Regions from separate parts of the Mus musculus genome. Here regions 2 and 3 are each linked to region 1. The links are chromatin contacts, called in public HiChIP or PLAC-seq maps. All regions are on one chromosome and are shown on one strand. Each heading gives the region's core, a stretch centred on a gene start, on an enhancer-like site or on the middle of the called end of the contact. The rest is flanking DNA. Distances are from core to core; before and after follow the strand shown. Region 1 overlaps Gm39725 (a long non-coding RNA gene). Region 2 has its middle 22 kb from the start of Gm34177. Region 3 has its middle 49 kb from the start of Gm39724.

Region 1 (4,660 bases), core at 1,228-3,727:
AATCTTAAAAAAAGAAAAAAAAAGTCATCGGGACCAGCATCTTACTGCTACCAAGTAATCTTGCATGGTGTGTAAAAGACAAACAGCCATGGGAGGAAGGAACTTTCTCATTGTGGGCTGAGTGTTTGGAGTTCATCAGAAGGAGGTGGGCAAACCCCAGCTGCCTTGACCGACTGCCTTTGCCAGTCAAATCAGGAAGAGGTGGTTTGCAGCTATGCAGCTGTGTTCTCTTAGGCAAGAGAAGCATCTCTGTAGCCACCAAGTGTGGCAAAGATGAGCCACGGCCAGGAATTCCCTTCCTGAAATAACAATTAAGAACTTTTGCTTTGTTTTGTTTTGATTTTGTTTTGTTTTGTTTTGTTTTGTTGTGTTTTGTTTTGTTTTGTTTTGTTTTGTTTTTGAGATGGGTCTCACTATGAAGCCCTGGCAAGCTTAGAACTTTCAACGTGGATCAGGCTGGCCTGAAACTCATAGAGAGCTGCTGCCTCTTCCTCCTGAGTGCTGGGGTTAACAGTAGACAATCATGCCTAGCAAAAATCCAGTTTTATAGCCATCAGATACTTATAGTGCACCCCTTTGGTCCCAGACTCTCCCGTAAGTGTTGTATCAGGCCTTTGGGGTTGAAGACAATAGACAAACAGCCTTGCCCTTGTGGAAGTTTAAGGTGTGCAAAGTGAATCACTGAGCAAGCAAAAACAAGCCAGATGGTGCCACTCAGAGGGTAAGCCCAGGCAGAGTTCCCTTAAGAATTACTCATGAGGTCGACTGGAATATGCCTCCTTGCCTCACAGTATGAGATATTCATTCTGGGGTCCTTTAAAATACACACCATGGATCCTTGAGTGCATGCAGCTTGGGACCTCAATAATCAAGTGTCTGGTAGAGAGCAAGGTGTTCTACTGGCCTCGTTCTGTGACTGACAACTTCCACAGGCATTTTGATAGTGAGGTTATTTCAAATAGAAATCACACAGCAAGAAACAAAAGCCAGAAATTGGCATCTCTGGCATTAATGTGTAAATAGCCTTTCTCGTGCCCTTGCAAGGTATCTTACTTCCTTAAGTTTCCTTTGCCTTTCTTGGAAAAAGAGCAGGCCATCACTGTAGGCAATTTCCAAGTTCTCTTTCTCTTGACATAGTCATTCTGTTGGGTCTCAGGGAGAAACTACTAGGAGAGGTTGGGTTAGAGATTGGAAGGGGGTTAAGTGCATGACAGTTGCAGGGACAAAGCTGTTAAATCATTCAGGCTTCTTGGCTCTGCAGGGATAATCTCTATATACTGTGTGGAAGTATAACCTGTCAATAACATGCCTATGGCCTATAGGAGAGAGGAGACTAGAAAGCAGGACATCCAGCAAGGAGCAAAGAACTGTGGGAAAGAGTCTAGCATAGGCGATTCCCCACCCAGAGGAAGTTGGATGTACGAAACTCAGGAGAGGTAGCTAGCCATGCGGCAGGCAAAGAATAGTACAAACAGGTTAGTCGAAGTTAGGAGCTAGTTGGGGAGACAGCCTAGCTTATGCCTAGGAATTTAATAAACAATATAGCCTCCGAGTAGTTATTGGGGAACTGGGTCACGGGAGGAAAAACCTGTAGTTACACATCTCTCTCAGGGAGTCCAGACTCCGGCATCATTTATTTCCTGGAGAGCTCATTTGTCCAGTTGCCGTGATCTAGTGACATTAGTGGCCTCTCAACAAGCTGTGAATGAGGAGAAACCACACATACACACACACACACACACACACACACACACACACACGCGCGCGCGGCCTCTGGAAATTATGGTGCTCTTCACAATGGGATTTTCCCGAAGCCTCAGGTTTACATCTGTGAATATCAGCGTTTCAGTTTTTAACCTGTATTTCACCAGTGTCAACAGACGGGATACCTCTTCCCGTTCCTGTTCCTTTTATGCTGATCTACGGGACCCTATGCTCGCTCCCCTGTATATTCTTTGCTCTGTGACCCGCTCTCTCGTTCAGTAATGCTTTTTTTTTTTTTTTTTTTTTTTTTTTTTTTTTTACTCTGTGTAATCTTACACATCAATTCCTAATAAAAGTCTTGAAGACAACTCTATGACTTTGGCTTATATCACCTAAGCTTTGGGGGAGTTTGTTTCGTTTTTTTTTTTTTTTTTTTTAAATTGAAGTGGTAGGACTGGAAGGGTGAGCTTCATGTAGCTATCAGATTTGAAAACCTGAGTTTAGAATATCAAAAACTTCTAAACTGAGGCGTGGGCAGCTGCAGTTAACCCTCCATTTCCAAAAGGGAGGCCGTGGATAATGAGGGCTAGCTCTGAGGTTGAACTCAGATGTTGACAAACTAGGAGAGGTTCTTGTTCTGTGGAATGTGAAAGATCACCTTTTCCCTTGAACTTCCTGCTTTCTTATCTGCAGAATGCAGCTGGGAGAATACACCCAGGCATTGTTGTGAAGATCTAAAGGGCTTTAGTCAGAGTCATCTGTGAGTCTCTCATCTGCTAAACCCTAAGCCAGCTAAAGGCAGGAAATTCTATACCCTCGGATGATACCATATTATACAACTAGCAAGACATCCACCAATCAGACTGCACCTTGGCCTAATCAAAGTAAACACTCTGAAGAGCCAAAGTGGTCCCAGCAGACTATTCATGCCCACAGGCCTCTTCCAAAGGAACCAGTGGGCCTTCTCTCGCACGCACAGATACCTACAGTGAATTTAAAACACTGTTTGATGAACCAGGGAGATGCCTCACTGGGAAAAGTACAAACGGGAGGACCTAAGAACCTGTCTAAGGCTGGACAAAGCATCTGTAGTCTAGACTTTCCCACAGAGAGGTGGAAGATGGAGACAGGAGAACCTCTGGAAGTTCCTTGGCAAATTAGCTTGGCATGTGCTGATCAATGGTACACAACAAAGAGACTCTGTGTTAAGGTGGACCCCAAAGACTGACACTTGGGGGTTTTTTTGGTTTTTTTTTTGTTTTTGTTTTTGTTTTTTGGTTTTTCAAGACAGGGGGTTTCTCTGTGTAGCTCTGGCTGTCCTGGAACTCACTCTGTAGACCAGGCTGGCCTCGAACTCAGAAATCCGCCTGCCTCTGCCTCCAGAGTGCTGGGATTAAAGGCGTGTGCCACCACGCCCGGCTTTGTTTTGTTTTTTGTTTTCTGATTACACACACACACACACACACACACACACACACACACACTCTCTCTCTCACTCATATATCTGCTTTGTAAAGTTTTACTTCATCCACATTTTCAATTACAGAAGCAGTCCCACTGTAGAGTAAGTGTTATCTCCTTTCCCTAAGTTTTCTTGGGGCCATGTGATCCAACCTTGCCCTACTTGACTCCATAGCCAAATACCTTTTATTTTTCAGAGCTCAGTCCCACGTGCTGGTCCCAGAACACTCACAGCCTCTTTTATTTTATTTATTTATTTTTTTTGCCTGAGTTACAGATTCATTAACCCAGACTTTTTAAAAAATGTTATTATTAGAACTTTAATCACCCATGTCCTCCTTTCAAGTTCTTGCTAAAATTAATTTCTGGCAATAATAATTATGTCAGTCAGGGGCCAGCCAAATATACCCGTGGCCCCTGGGCCAAATCAAGATGGGAGTTTCCAGCCATAATCTATTTTTTGGCTCATAATGGTTGTGCCACTTTGCCCACCTGCTCCCTTCTCTCTGTCCCGCAGCAGGTGAAGTATTAGATGGGCCAACTCATCTGCTGTGGCTAGACTCTGTAAATTATATCTTAGTGAACTCAGAGACAACAATGAGATAGTAAATAAATCAGGTCTAAGTCAAGGGCAGACATCAAAATGGCAATGGTTTGGCAGGCATGAGGGGTGCTAATGGTAAAGCTGGAAGAGAGAGAAACCAGGGAAACTTTACAAGGAGCTGACAAGAGTCTATGGAGAATGGGTAGGACTCTTATTTTGAAAGATGTTCTCAGCCACTATTGTTTTCAATGTACTCTAGGAGAGGATTGGAGAACACACAAAATCTGGTTAAAGAAAGGTGAGTCCTTGACAGTATGGCCTGTCTATCATCTTCCTGGCTCCACAATCTCCCCCTATATTCCTGAAGTATACCTCTGTCTATACATTACAGCACAGAACTTAGGATGTAAGACCACCCTGGTGGTTTGAATATGTTTGGCCTAGGGTGGCACTCTTGGGGGCGGGGGGGTGGCCTTGTTGGAGGAAGTGTGTCACTCTGGAGGTGGGCTTGGAGGCCTTCCTCATAGCCACATGGGAGCCAGTCTTCTGTCTGCTTTCAGAAGAAAACCGAACTCTCAACTCCTCCTGAGCCACACCTGCTTAGATGCTACCATACTCCCACATTGATGATAATGGACTAAACCTCTTAACCTGTAAGCCAGCCCCAGTTAAATGTTTCCCTTTATAAGAGTTGCCTTGGTCATGGTGTCTCTTCACAGCAGTGAGACCCTAACTAAGACTACCTTGACTATAGTCAGGCATGACATCAGACAGACTCACTCTTTCTGCCTTAATGTTGTTTATTCAGCCAACAAAAATAATGGCTGTCTACTTTCAAACCATTGTGCTGGGTTAGGGTTATAACTATCCTAAATTTTTAAAAGACTGATTTATTTTTATTGTTTGTGAATAAGTGAGTTTCTGCATGTATGTAGGTGTGCATGTATGCCT
Region 2 (4,660 bases), core at 1,118-3,617, 330 kb after region 1:
AAATGGCTGCCGGATTGATGCTTTGATCTCAGGACCACCTTCCCTGCTGAGGGTCACGAAGAGGCTTTATTATATAATCCAAAACTATCAATGTTGACAAGTCAGAAAGCAAAACACCAATAATGTTGCTGCATGTTAAGTGAAAGTGAGTAAACGGTTTTAATGAAAATAATCAAGCTTGTCAAAACAAATACATTTAGTGATGAAAATGATACTGTGGGCTTGGGTGGAACATAGTAATAGAGGGCTTGCCTGCATTTTCACAGACCCTTGCTGCAGTCATCAGCCCTCAGGCAAGTACACACACACACACACACACACACACACACAATGCATACATACATACATACATACATACATACATATATATGCACAACCATACACACAAAATACATACATACGTACATACATACACACAAACACACACACACATATGCAGGCACATATATATATATATATACATATATACATATATGCACACACAAACACACAGAAAATTTATATAAACATACATACATATGCATACACAACCACACACAAAAATGTATACATACATACATATACACACACAACCACACACACAAACTATATACATGCATACATGTGTATGTACACACACAAAGTCATACTTTGGGGAAAGGATGTCCTCAATGGTTGGCTTAGTAAAAAGACATTTGGATTTTCAAATTTGCTTCTCAATTCACATTACAATGCTATATTTCCTGTAGCCTTGGGGAAAAAATGAGAGGGTAAAATTATTTTGTAGTTTACAATAGCACGGAAAATGGAGCAGGGCAATTGTTAATTATAAAACCACTTGACCTTAATGACACTCTGAAAAGCATCTCGGGGACTTCCAGAGTGACACTTCAGAAACAGCTAACCCTTTACCTCTTTCTTCAGGAACACTAAGCAAGCGCCCCACCACTAAGGTACAGCCCGTGAAGTTTGTTTATCTTTGTGTGACAGAAACTCATGTAGCTCAGGCTAGCTTTGAACCTCTCACCCTCCTGCCCTCACTTCTAGAGTGCAAGAATTATAGGCAGACACCACTAGACCCAGTTTCCCCAGTACTTTTTAGTATTGTTGTTGTTATCATCGTAATTGATTAACTAATTAATTAATTAATTAACACTGAGATCCAGTTTCATTACGTTGTTCCAGGTGACCTCTTTCTTATACCCGTGTGCCTCAGCCTCCCGAGCAACAGGAATTCCATGCACTGGAGAGCCCAGGTTACTTTAAATTTGTTTGCATGGACTTAATAATTCTCATGAAGTAAAAACTTTCAACAAATGAAGTTCTAAGACTATTTCGAATATTTCTTTCCCTAGTTGACTTATGGCTCGATGTGGGATATTTAGACAACTCTACAGAATAGGTAATCATATCACTGTGATACTAAAAACAAAACAACACTAAGAAATGGAAACAGACTCCCCTTCCTTCAGAATGCGAAGCTCTGAAGACCTGAGTTTCTCCAAGATTTCCACAAGGAACCTGAAGCTTTGGATTGGCAGTGCTCGCACCTGAGGTGACCTTCAGCAACACTCACTGTGTGATCAAGAAAAAAGAGCCTCCCTTAAAGCTTGCTCTGACAGCTACCTCCACCCCGACCTCCTTCCTGCAGTCCACTAGTTAACAGCTTCCTCTGAGGCTTCCCCTGGGAATCTGCCACCTCTCATAGGTGACTTGGAACAAACAACTCATAGAAGTCGATCCTCTCCAGGTGTCCTTGATGGTCTCCATCATGAGGTCCCCTCTAGACCTTGCTAGGTCCTTAATTGGTTCTTTAGAAATTGGATAGCATGGGAAGAGACATGGACACTAGCTTTCTCATCCTTCAAAGATGAGCAGGGAAGAGCAATGGGTCTCTGAGGGCAATTCAAAGGAGAAAGCTTACAAGTGTTTGTGGAGGATGTCATGAGTTTTATTGCATTTCCCCCTTTTGGTTATATTATTATTATTATCATTATTATTATTATTTCAAAGGAAATATACACACATGGGGAATCACAGGGTTGTGCTGCAAGAAATCATCCATCAAATAGTTTTCCCTTTATTTGTCTTCCCAGGGCAACATGGCTCCCCCGGGTATGTTTTGCTATAGATTATGTATACCATCCAAGTTGTTGAGAGATTCCTTAGGGACCCACTATTGTAAAGCAATATTCCAGGGAACATGGAAAGTACCAGTGCCCGTCCTGGCCTTTGGGTGGTCTCTAGCTCTGCTTCCAGTAGGAGTAATGGATATAGATTCTAGTACATTTCACAGAAATTGGACATTAACAAGGCCTAACCATTGGGAGGCAGGAGTCTTAGTAGTGACCCATCAGAGGCATGTGGCTGGGTCAATCTCTCACCCACAGGGAGTAATCACTAGTATTTTTTTTTAATCACATGACAGCTTGCTTTAAACTAATGGATGAGTAGCATTTAGAATCCTAACAGGAAGGTACTTGATACTACAATTTCCAAACTAACTTCTTTTAAGCAATGCAATATATTTACAAACACTAAAGAGTCAAATTATATTACAGAGTTCAAAAGAAAACTCTGTCTGTATCCCTGGGTAACTCAGGGATACAGGCAATTCTGTAGCCAGAAAAAAACAAAAACAAAAACAAAACAAAAAAAACCCCAAAAAACAAAACAAAAAAAAAACAATTTCCTGAAAATGCAGGGATCACTAAAGGATTTCATGCCATCCAGAACAGGGCAGCCTCTAACATCGACAGACGGAGAAAGAAAAGGAGTTCTGGCTCTTGTCTTCTTCTCTTGTAGCCCAGCAAAGGGCTGGCTTATCAAAAGGCAGCAGTCATATTGTCCCAGGCATATCTGCTGGAGGAAATGTGTGCCCAGGGCGTCGGCAGATTGTCAGGCTCCACAGCACAGTAAACCTCACTACTGTGACCAGGCTTGGCTGCAGCACCCTTGACTTCACCTCCATGTGGAGAGTACATTGTGGGTCTAACAAAACTATTCAGGCTACGCCCAGCATATCCTCAAATACACCTGAGCCCATGGGGAAGATTGGGTTCTTTTTTCCAATCCAAACAGGGTTTCATTTCTCCTTGTAAATGAGCTCATCTAACAAATGCTGTTGCATGTGGGGAGGACAGTCAAAAAGATTGCCAAATACACTCTCCTGGGAGTGGGGTTTTATGGACAGTAGCAAAGTATCAAGCCTCCGCTGCCCTTTCTCACATGTTGCTCGCTTGCACAGTGCCCCATTTTATAGGTACGGGAAGCACTTAAGGTGCTGTGGTAAATAGGTCTCTGTCCACGTGTCCTTTCTAGTCACACCCTTCATCTATTCACCTCTGGGCTGGGGTGTCTTCCTAGAAGCTGATTAATTTAGAAATCCTTAGCACTGTGGTCCAATTCAAACTGATGCGTTTGTCTGCTTTCGGACTCAGGATGACAGGCTGTCGTTTGCTCCTGACTGCATGCGTCAAGGCAAAGGAGAAAGCTCCACACAGCAGAGGTTCTCAGAATCCACCTATAATAGCTGATTCCAGGGCCAACAGGGGTCATTTCTAATAGATGGTGCAGAGCTCCTGGGGTAAAGATTGTATGTGAGTTCTGCTCCTTATAAAATAGAACTGGCCAACTCTACCTCAGCAGTGGAGGTGCACAGCTCTCTCAGATCTCTGAGCTTTTGCTCAGGAAAACTGAAGAAGAGGAGGTCCTTTTCTTTGACGGGTACTCTAGCTCCACCATTGTCTTTGGCTTGTGAATCATACAGTTCAGTTTATAGCTTTGCCTTCACAGAGCTGTGTTCAGTGGGAGGAAGGGCCCTCTGTCCTGAAGGTCACAGGACTCAGGATCTCTCATTCTTCCCAGCGTTCATTTCCCCCATGGGCTTCTGATAAGAGTTTCGAGAAGGCCAGCATTATCATACACGTTTCATTTCTAAGTGGCAAGGAATGGACAGATCCCTGAGTGAGCCACCTGAGTTTGTACATCCTCTGATCCACAGGTTGGATTTCCAACCTAGGACACCATCATAACAATTGACCCATGTTAGACCCATACACCTTTCAAAAGCACCAATATTTCTATCAAGATCTACAAGCATTGGTATGTTGGGGGAAGGGGTGTCTGGGGGGTTGCACCTTACGGGCATCCCCAATATCACAGTGCTCAGACTTTCAAAACCCAGTAGCTCCCTGGTTCATGGCAAAAGAATACTTATTTTTATGATGTTTACTTCATCTTAGATTCAAAGCTGTTTTTATAGTTTTCTCCAGTGACCAATCCCCCCCTCCCCCCCGCCCCACATCCCCAACCCTGACTCTTACAACCATGTTTTCTCCTAAAATCAGCCACCAAGTCTTACTTATCTTTATGTCTTCACCACCCAAACCAGTGTTTAGGAGCAAAGGAACAGCTAGGCTAACAAGAAAGGAAGGCCCCAATACAAACAGTGCTGGCTAGCCAAAAGGCATGAAAAGGCACTCTGGAAACACAAAGAGGAAACTAAGTTAGCCTTGGTACTGCCCACTGCAAGGCTCAATGAGGAGGAAGACTTTAGCTCCAGGCCTTTCGTTGATGGGAAGGCGTTCCTGAGACAGGAGAGAACAGACACTTTAGCAGGGCTCTGCTGAAGAGATTTAGTCTTGCATGTGGCCCTGTCTCCCTTGAATGAGCAGTGGAA
Region 3 (4,660 bases), core at 927-3,426, 340 kb before region 1:
GAGCCAGAACACACTCGGGTTAGGGGAACAGAAGCTTTTGTGTGTGTGTGTGTGTGTGTGTGTTATATGTACATGTGTGTGTTTGTGTGTTATATGTACATGTGTGTGTGTATGTGTGTTATATGTACGTGTGTGTGTATGTGTGTTATATGTACATGTGTGTGTTTGTGTGTGTTATATGTACATGTGTGTGTATGTGTGTTATATGTACGTGTGTGTGTATGTGTGTTATATGTACGTGTGTGTATGTGTGTTATATGTACATGTGTGTGTATGTGTGTTATATGTACATGTATGTGTTTGTGTGTGTTATATGTACATGTGTGTGTGTGTATGTGTGTTATATGTACCTGTGTGTGTATGTATGTTATATGTACGTGTGTGTGTGTTTGTTTGTGTGTGTGTGTTATATGTGTGTGGGAATACTTACATGGCCTCCTTGTAGAGGCTAGAGGACAGTGTGTCAGGTGTCTTCTTCTGATACCTCTCACTCTATTCCTTTTGAGACAGGCTCTTCCACTTAACTTGGCTGGGAGTCTGCGAGATTCACTGATTTTCTTATTTCTGCCCCTGATACTGCTGGGGTTGTAGGTATGTATGGCTGTGACCAACTCTTTACCTGAGTGCTGGGGATTTGAACTCATGTTCTCATGCTTGTACACCGATAGCTCTTACTCACTAGGCACCTTCCCTCCCTCACCAGTGATTTAATACAACTACGCATTTATCTTTCTCTTTGTTAGTAAGTGGTGATAGAAGATCTGACTTATATATTTAAACATAGATGGTCTAGTGTTTTACAAATAAGGACACCTCACTTGAGTTTTAAACTTTCCTTGAGGAATGGTGGGACAAGTGGATGCTCACAGTCAGCTATTGGATGGATCACAGGGCCCCCAATGGAGGAGCTAGAGAAAGTATCTAAGGAGCTAAAGAGATCTGCAACCCTGTAGGTGCAACAACATTATGAACTAACCAGTACCCCAGAGCTCTTGACTCTAGCTGCATATGTATCAAAAGATGGCCTAGTCGGCCATCACTGGAAAGAGAGGCCCATTGGACACACAAACTTTATATGCCCCAGTACAGGGGAATGCCAGGGCCAAAATATGGGAATGAGTGGGTAGGGAAGTGGGGGGGGGGGAGGGTATGGGGGACTTTTGGGATAGCATTGGAAATGTAATTGAGGAAAATACGTAATAAAAAAAAAAACCAAAAAAAAAAAAAAAAACCAAAAAAAACATCAACATGTCACAACCTAGAAGCACGTGGGAAGGGAGCCTGAAGGAGAAATTGCCTTGATCAGATTGGCCCGTGGGCATGTCTCTGGGGGGTTATCTTGATTGCTTTGGTTAGCAAAGTTTGGGAAGGAACACCCTAAGTGGAGGTGGCATCATTTATAGGCTGGACTGTACAAGTAAAGAAAGCTAGCTGAATAGAGCAAGCTGGCAGTGTGACTGTGTCTAGTTTTCCCTGGTCTTTGCCGTATATATGACATGACTGGCTATCTCAAGCTCCTGCCTCCCTAACTTCAATGATAAACAGTAACCTGAAGTTGTAAGACACAAATCTTCCCTATTTGTCAGGGTGCTTCATCCCAGTCACAGTGACAGTGAGACAGAGCTGTGTTTTAGGTCTCCTGAGTTTCCTATTTTTTCTTTTAGTGAACAAATAGTTTTTTTTTTTTTTTTTTTTGAGTGTTTGGTTTTGCCTCAATTTTCTTATTTTGAGGGAGGGAAAGGCGATGAAGGATGGGTAGTTGTACTATCACTCTATGAACACAAATGGAGGTTTATGCCCACACAGGAGAATGTTGGAGTCAGGGACCATTAAACTTTCTTCGGGCTCAGATGGGAATCCTGGAATATGTTTGAATATAAAACCGAAGCCAGTGAACTCCGAGGGGAGACATGATCCTGGGGTTGGGGCTGGAGACAGTTTGAACAGAGGGACAGTTTGAAGAGGCGAGTTTGCCTAAAATCTGTCATGAGAATTTAAGCCATGGATGATGGGAAATTGTGGAGAGAAGGATTGGTTGTTGTGTGAACTTATGCAATCAACGTGAGGGCGCGCACACTTCGTCTGGCTCCAGGCCAGCAGCTCTCTGAGGAGCACTGTCAGGATTAATCAGAGTTTGCATGGAAACTGCAAAACTGAGAAACCCCTGCGAGTGCCAAATGTTATCAGCTTGCATCACAGCTTAAGTATTTGGTGGTGTGGTGTGAGGAGGAGCCACTTGCAGGAAATCTTAACGTTTTTTCTAGCGCTCTCTCGCACCCAACTTCGTTTTGATTTCACTGGAGCTTGGTGACTCGGGATTCTTCCTGGCTGTCTTTCTACTTACCTCCTAAGCGTGACAATGCCTGTGCTACATTCCTGTGGTTTGTGTTCTTACTTGTAATTTCAAATTAAAGCTATTTTATACATGGGAAGAGTAAACAGAACTGCAGTGCAGGCCTCAGAAACGATCTTAACTGGGATTGACAGACAAAACTGTTTCCTTTAGAAGAGATCTGCTTTCCCACCTTACCCTCATGCAGTGTCCTGTAGAGAGTCTGGGGTTATAGAAACATCTGCACAAAAAGTGGTCCCATCCCAAAGTGCAGATTCCCTTCATGCCACCAACTTGCCATTGTTGTAACCCCCAAATTAATGATACTAGAGAGACTTGAGTGTGTGTACAGTTTGCCTCTGTGTTCCCTGCCACCACCACCACCATCCCACCCCTGCAGCAAGCCTACTCCTCCTTGGCCCCTCCCCTATTGTTAGAATGGCACTACCCATCAAACTCCCCCTAAATGAAGACATTTTGAGGGGACAGCTTGAGACATCCTCCCCGCCTTTTTGTCTCCAACACTCTTGATAAACAGCCGAACTCTTCAGGGTGCTTGTCCTTGAGACCTTAGAAAAATCACAAGCTCAAGGGAAATCAGAGGTCAGGTCAGAGACAGTTATGACTGGCTATGAAGTTAGTCCCTGAACAGACACCCATTAACCCCCTCCCACTTCTGTACCTTTCCACCAAATGATTACAGCCCTTTACTCCCCTTTTCTGTGAACATTCATAACTATACCGTATATAAACCCAGTGTTTTCTGAACTCAGGGTTGCTTGCCAGCATTCACTCAGTGAGTTCGAGGCAGGCAATCCGAGTTCCAATGTGGAACAATAAAAGACTCTTTTGGGAGTTGCAGTGGACTTTGCAATTCTTGGACTTGTCTGGGTTTCCCGTGGACTCCGGACACAATGCCATCGGTCCTGGTTTGAAAACCACTTTCTCCCAGCTGTAGTAGACACATGCAAAGCCAGGCCTAGGTGCTAGTGAGGCAAATGGAAGGTGGAAGATCTCTTTGTTCTAAGTGAAAGAGGATAGATGTATAATAGAAAGATAAAATGAAAATCAAGGCTCATCACAGAGTAATAGGGACTCCATTTTGGACTCCCAGGCGAAGGTCCGCTCTGTCACAGCAGCTTTGATAATGATGGATAATCTTTAGCACTGAAATGCTGTCAGTCATTGGCTATAGAGAAAAAGCTGTCTTCCTGCTGGTGTCTATTGTCCACTTCTGGAGAATGTATTAAGTGTCCTTTTTAAAAAATTTTTTTAAAATTTTAATTTTAATTTTTTTGCTTCTGTGTATATTCTATAGTCTTTCATTTGTTTATACTTTATGCTGGTGTGGTGGTTTGAATAGGTATGGCCCCCACAGACTCACGTGCTTGAATGCTTGGTTCATTTTTTTAATCGATTCTATGAATGCAAGCATTATTATTAATGTACCTTCTTCCATAGACATAAATCCCAACAGACCCCTGCCCCAACAAGGAAGTTGAAAAGTCAGAAATCCTGTGACATTGCATCTCTGCTTTGGTACCCAGAAGAGAGCTTGAGACTCTTCAAGGCTTCCAACGCTTCGGGGAGTCCAGGGTCATTCTGAGAGCACTCCTCGGAGTTCTTCTGCCTGGTGGTCCTTCTTGTTGTACAGTAGTGACGACAGCGTGTTATCCAACCCTTGTAGCCCTTCAAAAACTGCCTGTGCCTCATCTCTCTTTGACGCTGCTTGAAGAACCAGTAGCTGATGACTTCTTTGGGCAGTTTGAGTTCCTCAGCCAAGGCCTGCAGAATTGCCTCCTTAGGGAACCAGTCTATCTGGAAGTACTTTCTTAGCTTCTGGAACTGCTCATAGGTGAACATAGAGATTATTCTATTCACGCCAGACAGACTCTGAATTGTCTTCATCTCAGTTTCTTCCATCATCACGGCAGCTCATGTGAGTTCCCTCCTTCAAGGAGTGGCACTATTAGAAGGTGTGGCCTTGTTGGAGGAAGTGTGTCACTGTGGAGGCAGGCTTTGACATCTCCTATGCTCAAGCTATGCCCAGTGTGTCACATAGTCTCCTTCTGCTGCCTGCAGATCAAGATGTAGAACTCTCAGCTCCTTCTCCAGCACTGTTTCTGCCTAGATGGTGCCATGTTTCCTGCCATGAATGTAATGAAGTAAAGGTCAGAATCTATAAACCATCCCCAATTAAATGTTTTCTTTTATGAGTTGCTGTGGTCATGGTCACAGTAATGGAACCCTAACTAAGACAGCTGCCCTACGATTTCCCTGGATCCACTTTTCAATCACGTGTTTTCATATGTCCATGGTGTTGCTTTA

Evidence for each region. HiChIP or PLAC-seq counts read pairs in DNA pulled down with a chosen protein or histone mark.
Region 2: a contact with region 1 is called in an HNF4G HiChIP or PLAC-seq map of pancreatic cancer cells. The contact joins two enhancer-like sites. A contact is called at or near these places in 3 of 39 promoter capture datasets (3T3-L1-derived adipocytes, the HPC-7 cell line and hippocampal neurons) and 2 of 115 datasets of contacts at active chromatin or transcription factors (embryonic stem cells and pancreatic cancer cells).
Region 3: an HNF4G HiChIP or PLAC-seq map of pancreatic cancer cells shows a contact between it and region 1. The contact joins two enhancer-like sites. A contact is called at or near these places in 13 of 39 promoter capture datasets (the 3T3-L1 cell line, 3T3-L1-derived adipocytes, the HPC-7 cell line and 10 more), 1 of 484 Hi-C or Micro-C datasets (the AML12 cell line) and 4 of 115 datasets of contacts at active chromatin or transcription factors (the NIH/3T3 cell line, SST interneurons, T-cell acute lymphoblastic leukemia and 1 more).

What each region holds. Positions count from the first base shown.
Region 1 is chr1:184,014,119-184,018,778 of GRCm38.p6, forward strand. All of the region lies in intron 2 of Gm39725 (a long non-coding RNA gene), which reads left to right. Among named protein-coding and RNA genes, the nearest start is that of Gm39725, 3.1 kb to the left of the region's middle. Within about 2 kb of position 2,478, at least 52 of the 459 cell types and tissues checked have an H3K27ac peak or open chromatin away from gene starts, as enhancers often do. A contact at or near this core is called in pancreatic cancer cells, where this site is marked.
Region 2 is chr1:184,349,079-184,353,738 of GRCm38.p6, forward strand. No RefSeq gene overlaps it. Among named protein-coding and RNA genes, the nearest start is that of Gm34177, 22 kb to the left of the region's middle. Within about 2 kb of position 2,368, at least 9 of the 459 cell types and tissues checked have an H3K27ac peak or open chromatin away from gene starts, as enhancers often do. A contact at or near this core is called in pancreatic cancer cells, where this site is marked.
Region 3 is chr1:183,677,940-183,682,599 of GRCm38.p6, forward strand. No RefSeq gene overlaps it. Among named protein-coding and RNA genes, the nearest start is that of Gm39724, 49 kb to the left of the region's middle. Within about 2 kb of position 2,177, at least 51 of the 459 cell types and tissues checked have an H3K27ac peak or open chromatin away from gene starts, as enhancers often do. A contact at or near this core is called in pancreatic cancer cells, where this site is marked.